Linked DNA regions of Mus musculus: regions 1, 2, 4 and 5 are each linked to region 3. The links are chromatin contacts, called in public promoter capture Hi-C maps. All regions are on one chromosome and are shown on one strand. The core of a region is the stretch at or near the end of the contact, and the rest is flanking DNA. Distances in the headings are between cores, read along the strand shown.

Region 1 (2,700 bases), core at 65-2,564, 150 kb before region 3:
CTGCCTGTGCCAGCTTATTCTAGTGATCAAGGTCTCTGAGGGGTTTCAAATGACTCCAGTCACAAAGTACCCTGCTGCTCATGGTGAGAAACTCAACTACAATTTGTGAGATTCTGTGCTCTCCTTCCACTGTGTGAATTTAAGTACATTCATTGATGAAATAGAGGGAAGAGGGAGAAGGTTGAAAAATTCCTTAAATGAAATGAAAATGGAGATACAACATACAGAACCCAGATAAAACAGAAGTACTTCGGGAGGAAATTCTATATCATGAGTAACTACAGTCTCATGTCTTTAAGAAGATATAATTATGCATCAAATGGACTTGAACCCTTCCAGAGCTGTAGAATGTCTATTATTTTATCAGCTCACTACTATTTTACGTCAACTATTTTTTTCCAAAATGGATCTGTCAAAGAGATTTGATCTTAAAGAAATTAAAGATTTCTAAAATCAAACAAATAACTTAGTAATGCATCCTGAGAACTTAAAAATAAATGATTAGATGAAAGAACCAAAATACACACCAGAGGAATGAAAAGAGGTACCCAAACATGAAAGTATGAAGAGGCTACACTGCTGGAATAGGCTAGGGTCAGCAATTGCATAGATGCACTGACCCACCTGCTGTTGTACACTCCCATGAAAAGGGAGGCCATGCGCTTTGGCAATGTTTGAAGAATCAGTGTGTACGTGTATGCATGGATGGTTAGAAGCAAGGATTGTTGCCAGCGGAGTTTGTTTCCTACATGAACATTATGTCCAAAGGTTCTTTCTCTGGTAAACTTCCTTGAACCTAAGTATGCACCGTGCCCAGCCAGGTCACTTGGCAGGAATACTACAAACTTAATTTAGGAATCCTCTAAAGGTTGGTAGAGTGTGAGTTCCCTTCCTAACTCGAGAGTATGGATTCTAAGACATGCAGGTCCAGGAAGGCTGTGAAATGTGTCCGTCCTCACATCCCAGCTGAGCAGAGCTTTGTAGAAGGACCCCAGAACAACACTTCCCACTACCTGCAGGCACCTGGCTGCTGCTGTCTGCTCTTGAGAGGTCAGGGTGCACTGAATTGAGGTGAGAGTGCTGCAGGGAGAGGTGCTTATGTAAGAAGCTGTTGGATGGGTTTCTGGCCACTTGTAATCTGAGTACTGGGCACTGACTGTTCAGATAAAAGTGGGTAAACTCCTAGTGGGCGTGGCTTGGAGGGCCCAACTGACACCCAGAGAGCTCTTTGGAAGGAAGAGTTTTTTTTTTTTTTTTTTTTTTTTTTTTTTTTAAGCTTAGATTACATAACTGAGCTGGTTGAGCAAGACTTAAGGAGGCGGGTCCCCTGGTCCACAACAGAAGCATTGCTAAAGCAGCAGATAGCTCAGAGACCCACAGAGCCCTTGTCCTTCCACAATGGGCCTCTACCCTCTGATATGGCTTTCTCTTGCTGCGTGCACAGCTTGGGGTAAGTTCTTCTGGGTTACAAATGTCTGTGTGTACATTTTCAGTCTTTGTTCTGGGCACAATGGGCAATGCTGTGGACAAAATAGTCCAGTCCCTTGGTGAGTTTTGCTTTCTGCACTTGAAGGGGTGCATCAAAGTCCGAAGAACTTGACTCCCACAGAGACAGAGAGGAGGATGGACACTGGGATACCCAGCTATAGGAGGCACAGGAGAGCTGAAGAAGGATCAGGCTGCTTCCCTGTGATTCTTTGTCAAGTTGCAAGCAGGTCAGAGAGAGAGAGGCTGAGCAGAACATGGAAAGCATAAACTCAGGAGCCAGCCTTATATCTGGCTCCTAATCAATAACTCCAACTTGATATCCTAAAGTTTGCAAAGCCTGGGTGATACAGTGACTAGGGAACCCCCACCTTTAAAGCAGAGATGACAGGAGTGCCTTTTTCACTGAGGACAAAAAGAGCGGTTGCTTCTGCTCTGGGTCCAGAGGGTAAGTTAGGTTAAAAGGTAGGCAAAAGGTTTGGCTGAAAACGTAATGGATTAATAAAAATTACAACGTGCTTAAATCAGACAATTGAGATGATGGTGTTACACTGAAGCTCCCACAAGGCAGGGACAGGTCACAGGGATGGTGTAAAAGAGGAAACAATGAGGTTAGTCAGGAGGCCAGGGCAGCGGAGAGACCGGGCAAGCAAGAGCCATTGTTGTAGTTTCACCTGAAAAGAAGAGAGGAGTGAGGTGGCATGGGGTGGAGGGGGCGGTTACATGGAGTTCTTTGGGAGGTTTGGGGGATATAGGACTTTGTTTGGGTTTTTTGATGACTAGATCTTAGAGATCAGGACAGGTGGGTGGCCCAGGCAGGAGACTTAGATAAGGTGGGGGATGGGACCCACATTAGTTACACCCTGGGGATTCCAGTTCCCCCAGCCTGTAATGTCACCCTGTTTTCACCTTTTTACAGTCAATGCTTGGTGCTTTGAAATCTTGCCTGCTCTCCTGGCAAGGCCTCTTTGAGAAATTATGTAAAGAGAATGAATGTGCCTGGGCACAGAGCAAATGTTCCGTATTGCACTCTGATATTACACAATTTTAAATACATAACTACATAATATTTGTGCCATTGCTGTATATCCACTTGACGCAGGAATATGACCCCAGATAATCTGTTTCTACCCACTTCACGGTGGACCATCACCGAGCTGACAAAGCCTACCCCAGGCGTTTCTCCTCAGGCTTCACCCTCCTTCACCTCTTAGA
Region 2 (2,700 bases), core at 122-2,621, 250 kb after region 3:
ATGACCTGTTCTGTGTAGTTTTGACAAGAGAGAGATGGGAATAAAGAGAAGGAAGAGGGCGGAGTCTTGGGATGGCAAAGCCTACAGGGAATGGAGAAGCTTTCTGACTGTTCAGCTCAACATTCTTATTGTCTCCATGAGAAAAGCAGAGAAGTCAGGTTGAAGGACACAGATTTAGAGCAAAGGGAAGGGTCACAACAGGGATTTGAGGACCACATTCTAGAAACTAATCTGTTACTTCAGGCTTTTCCATTTGCCCATGGCCCCACAGCCCTGTGAACTTCTTAGGCTTGCTCAGCGACTTCGAGGTTCTGGCCCTGTCTGTACTGGGGACATTGGTTCTCTGCTGCCTCTCCCCCTTCCGTGATGTCACTTCTTCATTCTACTCTCCTCTAGACCTGATCAAGCAAAAATACAGTTCTCCTGCTGGGTTGGCATATTGGGGCCAACCAATAAGTAGGTTAAACTATCACCAGGAAGGTACCAGCTAAAGAAAGGGGGTTTGAGGCAAGAGACGAATTAAATAAAGAGGCAAGATTTGAAGTCTCCCATGAAATTGCAGTTTCTGGACTCCAGCACACCTCAGCGGGAACACTGGGTTCTGTGTGAGTAAATTCATTTTGTTTTCCTGTGAGGAAATGATGATTAAATTATCAGAAACCAAGCTAAAAAACCAAGCTGCCTGCAGATTCCCTCACACCCCGGGGTCCCCCTCATCTCCTGCTTATGAAGCGCCCGGCCTTATCTCTAAGCTTTACTTTAAATGTCCAACACATCTTATTAATGAAAGTAATAAGCTGCTGTTTATTATCTGCCATAATAGGGAATATGACTATTTAATATAAATCTGACATTTAAATTCCACTTAGTTCTGAGATGTGGATGGTATCCGGCAGAACTCTTTACCCTGGAGTAAAAACTCCCTGGGTCTGCATTTTAAAGCATTGAAGTTTTCAAAGTAATGAGGTTCTCTCGGATCTCCCCCCCCCCACCCCTTTTCCAGAGGAACCAAATTGTGAAGACATCTGTTCTGTTATTAATTTCACATAAATCTTAAGCTCCTCAAGGCCAGAAATGAGGCTTCATTCACGTCGAATTAATGAAACATGATTGTAAGTCCCTTGCATGGAAATGCTGTCACACAGTCTTGAGCCGCTTATAAGCACGGAGTAATCTCGGGGAACTGCCAGGGGACAGCCACTTGAAACCGGCCCTCCCCTCCCCCACCCCTGGAAAACAATATCTGAAAATATCACAACACTAACTATGTCCTGAAAGATTACTAGCAGATGAGAATTTCTGAGAAATGAATCAGACTTTCTCGGTAAAGGATACAAAGATCTCAGGCGAAAGCAGATTACGCAATCCACAAGCTCTGTGGATAGAATTTAATAATAATGGTGGCGTCTCAGGCAGCCCTGGGATACACTCACCAGGAGGGGGACACTGGAATTTTTTTTTTTTTTGCAGGGATTTCTTTGGAAGTGTGTGTTAGAGAATGTGCTACATGTGACACATATTTGAAACTGGAAACTTGGATCTGCCAGAGTCTGATTGAGGTGTTATGTGTTTTCCTGTATCTAAAAGACTATAATATGCAAGTGAATAACCACATGTGCATAAGCATGTGACTTTGTCTGTATATGGAATGAAAGTGTGTACTTGTATATGTGTATGTATGAAAGAATGTGAGTTCTGTGTGTATTTGTGATTTTGTGTATATGCATGTATGAAAGGTGTGTGTGTGTGTACTTGTGAGTACATGCATGTGTTTGTGTGTGTGTGAACAGCAGACCACTCAGGACACACTTGAGTTGGTTGGAGATGAATAGTAGCTCAACAAAGCCCATTGAATCCATTGTTGCGAAGCAAGAATATTCTCTTGAGGCTTTCGTTCATAGGGCGTGGCTATCTATCTATCTATCTATCTATCTATCTATCTATCTATCTATCTATTTTGTTAGTTAGTTAGCTATTTTTGCCAAATCACTAAGAAGTGCCAGCAGAAACACTATCTGAAGGGAGGGTTGGAAACAGACAGTCTGGGATTTCTTAGTCAAACTTCCAAGTCTTATTTTTGGGTCTTCCGCTGAGCTGGGACCCCCAAAAGAATCTGCATCTGATATTTACATCTCAAATCTTCAGAGCCTCATTAGCTTTGATATTTATTTATTTATTTATTTATTTATTTATTTATTTATTTATTTATTTATTTGGGGGGAAGGAATTACACAGAGAGGCACCAAGTAAAACCTTTGAATGTAGTGCAAAATTAATTAAAACGGGCAGCTGATAGCTAGGGCAGAATACAAGCGATTTCAGCGTGCAGACAATGAAACTAATTAGGCTCTGATGGGGAAAATCCTTTCTTACTTAGTGACCATCCATCAGCAATTAATAAGTATTGATATTTGAAGAATAACAAATTTTCATCCTGGTTTTTGAAGATGCTTTTTTTTTTAACTTCCTTAACTGTGATCTTCCAAACTAAAGCTATGAAATGACTTGTATTTTGCATTGTATGTTCCAGGAAAAAAAAATGGTTTCATCTTTACTAGCAACTGGTTAGCTGTTACCTGGCCTCAAAATTCTGCATGTGGATGGAATCCAACAGTCACAGCAAAACACAGGATATATTTATTTCCAGCGATCAGCATTAACACAGACAGTGAAGCCAATTTGTGGAGGTAAATAGAAGCG
Region 3 (2,700 bases), core at 175-2,674:
AAAAACCAGAAGCAACCTGTGCTAATGGTCGGGTGGACTTCCTGGGTGCCTGGGTCCTGCTGTTTCCAGTTACTTCTGGGACTAACAACTTTTAAAATGTTACCTTCATCTTTCAATATGATTTAAGGTGTCCCCACATTTTCAGGAGATAAGGTGAGTCCAAGGCCAGGCCCTTTCAGTCACTCCTAAATCCTGCAGACACATGTCCCTAACAGGCTTCTTCAGTTCATTAAGCAACAACTTGTTCTATTTTCCACCACAGTAGAATTTTATTTAATTTTGTTTTCTGAAAAAGCTCCCCCACACACACTTGTTCCATGATATCAACCAGAACTAACACCATAAAGTCCCATTGACCTTAGTATTTCCCAGTGTCCAGCAGAGGGAAGCACAGGAACAAAGGAACATATTTTTCTTCACAGATCCAGGGAGGCTGCTGGTGTGGCTGAGATGGTGCAGATCCAGACAAGACTAGAGGCCTTAACACAAAAACAGATTAGGAACAAAACCTCAGTATGGTGGTATGAGTTTGTAATCTCAGTATGGTGGTATGAGTTTGTAATCTCAGTACCTAGGAAGTAGAAACAGGAGAATCAGAAGATCAAGGCCAGCTATGGATGAAACCCTGCCTTAAAACAAAAATTAGAAACCAGTATCATCAAGTGGGTTCCCTGATTTCTCGGGAATATGTAGAAGTAGGGAAAGGTGAGAAGATGTGTTTCACAAACATCAGTGACTCAACTCCCACGAGTTTCTAATTTCAAATCTTGGCATTTTATTTTACTGTGGAGAAAAATACATTTTGGCAAACGTCCAATAAATGATGGATACTGTGGAGAGATGGAGTTGATTTAGCACAGAAATTTTTCTCCCAAACATATTTAAAAGTAGTGAGCTCTCCGAGTCTAGAGGTGGATGGCAGATGGCTTGGCCACTTGGTAGGAGCATTGGGAACCTACTTTAAGCATCAGAAAGAGAACTACTCACAATTTAACTTCACTTGCAGACTTGAGAACACAGAATTTCTGAGCCACTATCTGAGGGAAGTTGTAGATATGTTCTAAACTCCCCAGACAGCAGCTGTGGAGCTGAGCATTGCTCTAAAATTTCCAGCCCTTTCTGAGGGTCTCAGACCAAAGCTTAGCCCTGCCTGAAGATGCCATTTGCTGTGCATGCCTTTGGGAAGCTCAAGGTGGACGGAGGTTAGAGTGCCACGGGAAAGAGCTTATGTAAGATGTTGTTGTTTGAGATCATATGTAATCTGATAGTTGAGTCTGGAACCAATTATAAGAGCTTGAACTAAGGCTATGTATGGCTTGGGTTGCCATCAGACTCCTGGGAGCTCTGTGGAGCAGGCAGAGCACCTTGTCATCTCATGATTAGGCCACTGGACCACACATGGATGGATGTGGTAACAAGGCCTCACCATCTAAGACAGGTTATACAAAGCCCTTCAGAAGAGCACCAAGATCTCGTCACAGGGCCCCAAAGCAACTGGCCTTCCAGCATGTGGCTCTTTGCTCTGGCCCTGGCTTCCCTCAACACTTGCATGGCTTTGGGTAAGTTCTTCCAAAACACAAACACTTGGAGCTCTTTTGAAGCTCCTAAGCCAGGGCAAATGGGAGTGTAAATGCGTATGAAGAGAAGAGAGGCCAGGTTCCATTCTGTATCAGAGATCACCAGCATGATTTCAAAATGGGCTTGGAGCAAAGGAACCCAGCAAGCTCCTCCCATCACAGAGATCCAGGGAAAGAAAACCATGGTGATACTGCAGCTGCAGGTGCTAAGAAGTCATTGAGCTAGCATGAGAGGCCCTAGCTATCTCCCAGATCTTACTCTATCTCTGGGTAGACATAAAAAGAGGCTCAGCAGAGTTTTAACAGCATTGAGTCAGGAGCCAGGGCACAAGGCTAGAGTCTAGTTCAGCTCTTCTGATCCCCATGACTTTGGGAAAGACACTTCAACTTTGCAGTGTCTGGGTGATGAATCTGGAAAATGGAAAGCAATAGAGCCTTCCTTACTGGGCTGTACTGAGGGTGGCATAGGTGGTTGTTTTGTAGCTCTTAGCATAGTGTCTGGTCTAGAAGCACAATATATGGATGGACGTAAAGGGGTGATATCTTTAATGGGTATATTAATAAAAATTTGAAATATGGTCAAGCCAACATGTTAAGAGCCAAATGCTACTAAGAAGATAATTTGTTCCTCAGTCCCCAAGAGATATTGGTATGAACTGTATGTTGTATGAGAAGGTGATTAAGAGGCACACCTTAGACTCAGGAGCCTGTCATTGTAGGAGAAGGACCACAGACACACCTAGATGAGAGAGGGAACAGAAAGGAGCTGCAAGGAGTTGGAGGAGGGATTAAGGCCTTCACATCACCAGGGGGGGCTGGGACTTGTACTGAGGGAATGAATAAGTAAATGAGGGGAGATGGAAAGGAATTGCATACGTGAAAAAGCAGAGTTCAGAGATTCAGATACCAAGGTACAAGTTCTGGCTGGGAAGAATAAATGGGCTACAAATACTGCTAAGTAGAGACCATGGGAACTGGGGGGGGGTCTGAAATGTACAGGTGCATGATGTGGAGACTCTCAAATCCCTAGATAAAGGACTGAGGTTTGCTTAATGGTCAAGTAAAGAACAGGGACCATTCTGGAGTCAAGAATATTCTCCTGGCAGTTCTTAACATGGTCATC
Region 4 (2,700 bases), core at 27-2,526, 180 kb before region 3:
AATCATTTGTGGGAGTATATTGATGTAGCACCTTATGGAAATGAAAATAGAGGTTTTTCAAAAGTATAAAGCAGAACTGTATGATCCAACTAAACTGTCCCAGAATATATGCCCCAAAGATATAAATCTTATCAAAGTGATATCTATAGTTCATATTTATTGCTATAGTACTCACAGTAGCTAAGAAGTGAGTCAGCCCAGATGCTCAAACACTGACATTCAGATGAAAAAAATGGGACATAATTACACAGTAGAATTTTATTCAACTATAAAGAAAAATGAAATCAGCATTTTCAGGAACAGTGGACAGAAATGAAAATCATTCTGTTAAGAAAAACTAGACTCAGGAAGACAAATACCACATTTTCTCTCATACATAGTTTTAGATATTAATGTTTATATTTTTGTATGTATATTGTCATGAAGCTAGAAGAGTCCATGAGAGAAAAAGAGAAATGTGTGTCTGAGAGAGAGAGAGAGGAAGAGAGAGAGAGAGAGAAGAGGAGGAGGATGAAGAGGAGGAGGAGGAGGAGGAGAAGAAAGAAAGAAAGAAAGAAAGAAAGAAAGAAAGAAAGAAAGAAAGAAAGAAAGAAAGAAAGAAAGAGGAGGAGGAGAGGGAGAAGAAGGAGAAGGAGGAGAAGAAGGAAAAGAAGGTGGAGAATGAAAGTACAAAGGGAGACTATTAGGGTGGAAAGGATGAGCTGAGAGACACAAAGGGATGAAGAAGAATGGGAAAAGACCAATAATAAAAAAATCTGCTTTAAAGTTCATAATAAAACCCATTACTATGGAAACTAACTTAAAAACTATTAAAACAAAAATACATTGTTCATTTATATAAGAATGCCTATCCCTAAATCTCTCCTCTGAAAGGTTGTGAGATCCTTGACTGTGTCTGCATGGCAGAAGGCTAGACCACTTTACAGGAATCTTAGAAAGATAAATTAGGCAAAAATAAAATGATGAAATTTAAGATTGTTACCAAAATAAGTTCTAAAACTCTCCCAGCAAAGAGAATCTGGGAGGTGTGCCCTAACCTCTCTGGTGGTCAACTGTGTGGCTGTGAGGGGCTCTGAACAATTCCAGCTTGATGTGAAGACCCAAGACCAAAGAGTCACCTTACTTAAAGGAGTCTACAGAACTGGTTTGGAAAATAAGAGAGCACTGAGGTGTGAATGTCCTGCTGAGAGATATTTATGTAAGAAGTTGTTTGACCAGTTTGTGGACTCCTGCAATCTAAGTGTAGAGTCCAAACAATTTAGATAAACCTGGGTAAACTCTGGGTGGGGGTGGCTTAGTGATCTCTTGAGAAACCTGCAGAGCTCTTTGGAATAGAAAGATTGTTCTTTTGTGGTATCATACAATTGATTGAGAGAAATTTGCTGGTACCCTCCAGGAGTGGGGCAGGATCAGTGTGCCCCCTTTGTCACAGGCTGGAGACCTCCCTGTCCTGCAAACCTGTAGCCTCCTACCATGTGCCTCTCTGCTCTGATCCTGGTGTCACTTGCAGCATTCACAGCAGGGGGTGAGTCTTTATGGAATACAAATATTCGGGTGATGGTGGGGTACATTTCAAAAGCTCATACCAGGTAGAGGTGGGCAGAGGTGACAATAGTATAAAACTGTTGCGAGCTTTGATCGTTAGCCATTTTCACTTTTTAGACAAGTATCCCAGTCCAGCTGACATGCTGAGTCAGAGAAAAACAAACACTCTGACTTAAGATCACATGGCAGGTCGAGAAGGGCAATGAGCTAGCGCCATGTGCCACAAAGGGGATTAGGAAAGCTGCCTGTTTCCTCCTTAACTGTTTGTCTACAGTTAGACTGATTTTGGAAAGAAGCTTGGTAGAAAATTCGGAATCTCAGCTAAATACTTCCAAACCATTTGTCTTTAGGCAAAGTACTCAGCATGGTGAACTTGTGTCATCCTGTCTCTACAGAAGTGGTGACCGTACCCTCTCCACTGGGTCACTTTGAGGATGCCTTAGGTGGCGCCTTCTATAGTATTTAGGGTGGGTCTAGGTGAGAGGAGATGACGGATAAGAGGGGTGACTTGAAATGATGTGTATCAGGGCTGAGGAGCTGGATCGCAGGGTAAAGCCCCTTCTGTGTAAGCACAAGGACTCGAGTCTGAATCCCCAGTATTCATGTGACATAGCTAATGGGACTACAATCTCAGTGCTCTTGTGCCAAGATGGGAGGTGGAGGCAGGAAAATGCCCAGAGGTTCCTGGACCAGAACTGCTAGCCTAGTATACAACAAAGGAGCCTAGGAAATGGACAAGGGGACCACATTTTAAACCAGCTAGTGGGTGCAGTGTGTAAAGTGGTCCTCTGACCTCCACACAAGCACCACTGCAGGCACACACCTTCATTTACACACTCACAAGTGTGCACATAGGTGCACATACATCATATGTACATGTGAACTGAAGTTATAGAAAAAGAAAATGGAGCATATTAATAAGAAATCAGAGGTGTAATCAGGTCATCACATTAGAGATAATGAACATTAAGATAATAGTCTGCTAATCCTGACTCCCAAAGAAAGGGTTCATAACTGGGGTGACAAAAAGAAAGGACCAGGATCCTGAGAAGGTGGAAGGATGGGTAAACTATAGACAGGTGCTTCCTTGAGGCAGCTTCTGAAGAATTCCTTTTCTCCCCCCCCCCATGGATTCTTGGTCACAGGCTATCTTAG
Region 5 (2,700 bases), core at 194-2,693, 230 kb before region 3:
GGAAGCCTAAAGCCTATTAGCTTCATGACTGGCTTCTTTTATTTTTCATAATTTCAAGTTATGGCAGCACCTGCTCTTACAAACAATATTCAGTGAGGGACACAGGTGACCAATTTATTTATTGTTCAGTTCATGAACATTTATTTGGGCTGTTTCTGCCCCTTAAAATATTAGAAATAAATGCTCTTTGTACAGATAGTTTTTTACTGCTCATGGTTTTAATTATTGTAGGTATGTTAGTAGGACTGGAACTCTCTGCCTAGCTATCAGAGAAACTAAGTCTTTAAACTAAGTGATAATCTATAACTTGTGTTTTCCTCTCCTGAGCTGATCCTCTCTATTTCCTGATCACACAGTGATGCCCACAGCTACTTTGAGTGGAGCTATGGCATTTGCTTAGCCAGCTGTACCAGACTGTATTCAACCAAAGCACTGTCCTAAGGCATTTGATGGTCCTAGGAAGGGGATCTCAGCAGCTTCCTTCAATAGCACCTTGTGAAAGACCCTCTCCCAAGTGCATGCTTATACCGTAGCCCCATGGTTTGCAGCTTGGACACATATGCCAGACTCTTCCTGACCTCACATCTGTTCTGGTTAATATTCAAAGTATTCCTGGATCAATGGGCAGGTAGGTGGTAAAAGCCAAGGATTTTGAAATGGAGTTGAATTATTATAAGAAAGATCTATACCTAAAGTTCTGCCCTGAACTGAGTGAGTTCCCAAACTTGGTTGCATGTGGCCCAAGATAGGGCCACTTGGCAAGATGACTATACAAATAATCTAAACTTCTCCAAGGAGGGTAGTTGAAGCTTAACGTTGTTACCAAACACAAGAGTCCAAAATGCTAGAAAAGGGAGGCAGAGACATGTGCCCTGATCTCCCTGGTGAACAGCTGTGGAGCTGTGAATTTCTCTAAAAAATTTCAGCCTGTTATAAGAATCCCCCCACCTCACTAAAGCTTTTCACTGCCTGGAGGTATTTGCTTGACTTTGAGATCTCCTGGCACTCTGAAGCGAGAGTGTTACAAGGAAAAATATTTATGAAAGAAGTGGGAGGGAGTGGGTAGGGGAGCAGGGTGGGGGGAGAGTATAGGGGACTTTTGGAATAGCATTTGAAATGTAAATGAAGAAAATATCTAATAAAAAGTTTTTTTTTTTAAAAGAAGCTGTTGATCTGTCATCTGAGAGTTTCATACTAATTGTTTATATATAAGACAGCTAATGCTGGGTGCATGAGTGTTCAGATAAAGCAGGGTAAACTTGGAAGAGCTGTGGCTAAGGAAGAGAAAGAGGTGTTTGTGTGTGTGTGTGTGTGTGTGTGTGTGTGTGTGTGTGTGTGTGTGTAGTTCTGTATTGTGTAATTGGGCTCTGTGGGCAGGACTCCTGGGAGGTTCCCAGGATGTGGGCAGGACCTTACACACCCCTTCCTTGTGGATCAGAGTTAGAAGGTCCATTGACTTGGGAGCCTGTCCATGCAAGATGTTCCTTAGCACTCTGTTCCTGGTGTCTCTAGCAACCTGTGTGATTTGCGGTGAGTACTTTTGAAATACAAATTTGTGGGGGACACAAAGAGTAGCAGGGTTGTGCATAGAGCACAGACAAGACAGATTTAGTTCTGCAGGAGAACTCACTCTCCAGACTTGGATTTGCCTCTAAGTGGCCTACACCATGGTGCAGGACACTCTGAGATCAAGAGACACTAAAATCCCTGAGTCCCTGCAGCACACTTAGGTACAGAGGACGAAGAGCCAACTCCAGCACAAGAGGAATCAAGACAGGTTGGTTCCCTTACTTCACTGGACTATAGAGGATTAGTTGGTTTCATTTCTAAAGCTTTTTAGGTACACTTGCAATAGGATGCCCCTTCATGCCTTTACATGTAGTGGGTCCTCCATTATTAATACATAATACATAAATATAGGATGTACTAATAGAAAATACACAGTATGGTCAAGCTAGCACATCAGGACCAAATAGTCATTGAAAAACCACTTTGTTGTTCATTTTCCCCAAGAAGAAAGTCATAGTACTAAGGTAGGGGGGACAGGACGTGCCAGGTCAGTGAGGAGGCTCAGGCTGGGGAGCCTGTAGCAAATGCCTCTTTTGTTAGCATTTCAAGGAACTTTAGGGAACAGTGCACATCTCAAGTGTCTGGTACCAGGTTCAGGGTAATGAGGGCAGATGGACAGGCAGACAGTAGTCCATGCTATCATAAAGGAGATGTTTAGTTAGGGTCATGCCTCTGAAATTGATAGACTCTGAGAGAGACAGTTCCCAAGAGTCATGATAGCCTCCTAAACATCAGATACATGAGTTAAATTCATGGTAAATATGTGGTTATAGCATTGATTTCAATGTATATCTGTGCCATTAATAGGTGGCCTGTAAAAACTGGTATGTTCTTCCAAGTTTATCTGGCAAATCATGTCCAGGGCTGTCTCTAGCACTTAAATACAGAGCCAGTACTCAGCAATCAATCCCTTAAATGCCTCACCCTGTGTGGACAGGTGACGTTGAGAGAGGCCTGGAACTGAAGGACCCAGATTTGAAGCAGAACATGCCTTTGCTGCTGGTTACCCTGGCAACGGCATACTCTCCATTTTTAGGAACTCCACACAGGATTGATTCTTCCAAGTTAAATAGACACACCAATAGTTACCTAGAAAGACGATATTGTTATGAATTCAAGAAACTGGGATGT

What was found. Promoter capture Hi-C pulls out the DNA fragments that hold promoters and counts their contacts. Capture Hi-C pulls out chosen DNA fragments and counts their contacts.
Region 1: a contact with region 3 is called in a promoter capture Hi-C map of 3T3-L1-derived adipocytes, with 3 times the contacts expected there. The contact joins the promoter of Ces1d here to the promoter of Ces1a in region 3. A contact is called at or near these places in 11 of 39 promoter capture datasets (the 3T3-L1 cell line, 3T3-L1-derived adipocytes, cranial neural crest and 6 more), 1 of 484 Hi-C or Micro-C datasets (the G1E-ER4 cell line) and 2 of 9 other capture datasets (liver and pancreatic islet).
Region 2: a promoter capture Hi-C map of liver shows a contact between it and region 3, with 2.6 times the contacts expected there. The contact joins the enhancer-like site here to the promoter of Ces1a in region 3. A contact is called at or near these places in 7 of 39 promoter capture datasets (the 3T3-L1 cell line, 3T3-L1-derived adipocytes, the HPC-7 cell line and 3 more), 1 of 115 datasets of contacts at active chromatin or transcription factors (embryonic stem cells) and 2 of 9 other capture datasets (liver and pancreatic islet).
Region 4: a promoter capture Hi-C map of neural stem cells shows a contact between it and region 3. The contact joins the promoter of Ces1e here to the promoter of Ces1a in region 3. A contact is called at or near these places in 3 of 39 promoter capture datasets (the HPC-7 cell line, liver and neural stem cells) and 1 of 9 other capture datasets (embryonic stem cells).
Region 5: a contact with region 3 is called in a promoter capture Hi-C map of adipose tissue. The contact joins the promoter of Ces1f here to the promoter of Ces1a in region 3. A contact is called at or near these places in 2 of 39 promoter capture datasets (both in liver), 3 of 484 Hi-C or Micro-C datasets (cerebral cortex, cortical neurons and nephron progenitors) and 2 of 9 other capture datasets (adipose tissue and pancreatic islet).

The regions. Positions count from the first base shown.
Region 1 is chr8:93,196,418-93,199,117 of GRCm38.p6, reverse strand. It overlaps Ces1d (carboxylesterase 1D), which reads left to right and starts at 1,314. Exons shown (of 14, transcript NM_053200.2): 1 at 1,314-1,450. The coding sequence starts at 1,399.
Region 2 is chr8:92,800,027-92,802,726 of GRCm38.p6, reverse strand. No RefSeq gene overlaps it. Among named protein-coding and RNA genes, the nearest start is that of Mmp2, 26 kb to the left of the region's middle. Within about 2 kb of position 1,371, at least 23 of the 459 cell types and tissues checked have an H3K27ac peak or open chromatin away from gene starts, as enhancers often do.
Region 3 is chr8:93,046,916-93,049,615 of GRCm38.p6, reverse strand. Ces1a (carboxylesterase 1A) reads left to right here and starts at 1,424. Exons shown (of 14, transcript NM_001013764.2): 1 at 1,424-1,559. The coding sequence starts at 1,508.
Region 4 is chr8:93,228,195-93,230,894 of GRCm38.p6, reverse strand. Ces1e (carboxylesterase 1E) reads left to right here and starts at 1,276. Exons shown (of 14, transcript NM_133660.3): 1 at 1,276-1,525. The coding sequence starts at 1,474.
Region 5 is chr8:93,278,479-93,281,178 of GRCm38.p6, reverse strand. Ces1f (carboxylesterase 1F) reads left to right here and starts at 1,443. Exons shown (of 14, transcript NM_144930.2): 1 at 1,443-1,530. The coding sequence starts at 1,479.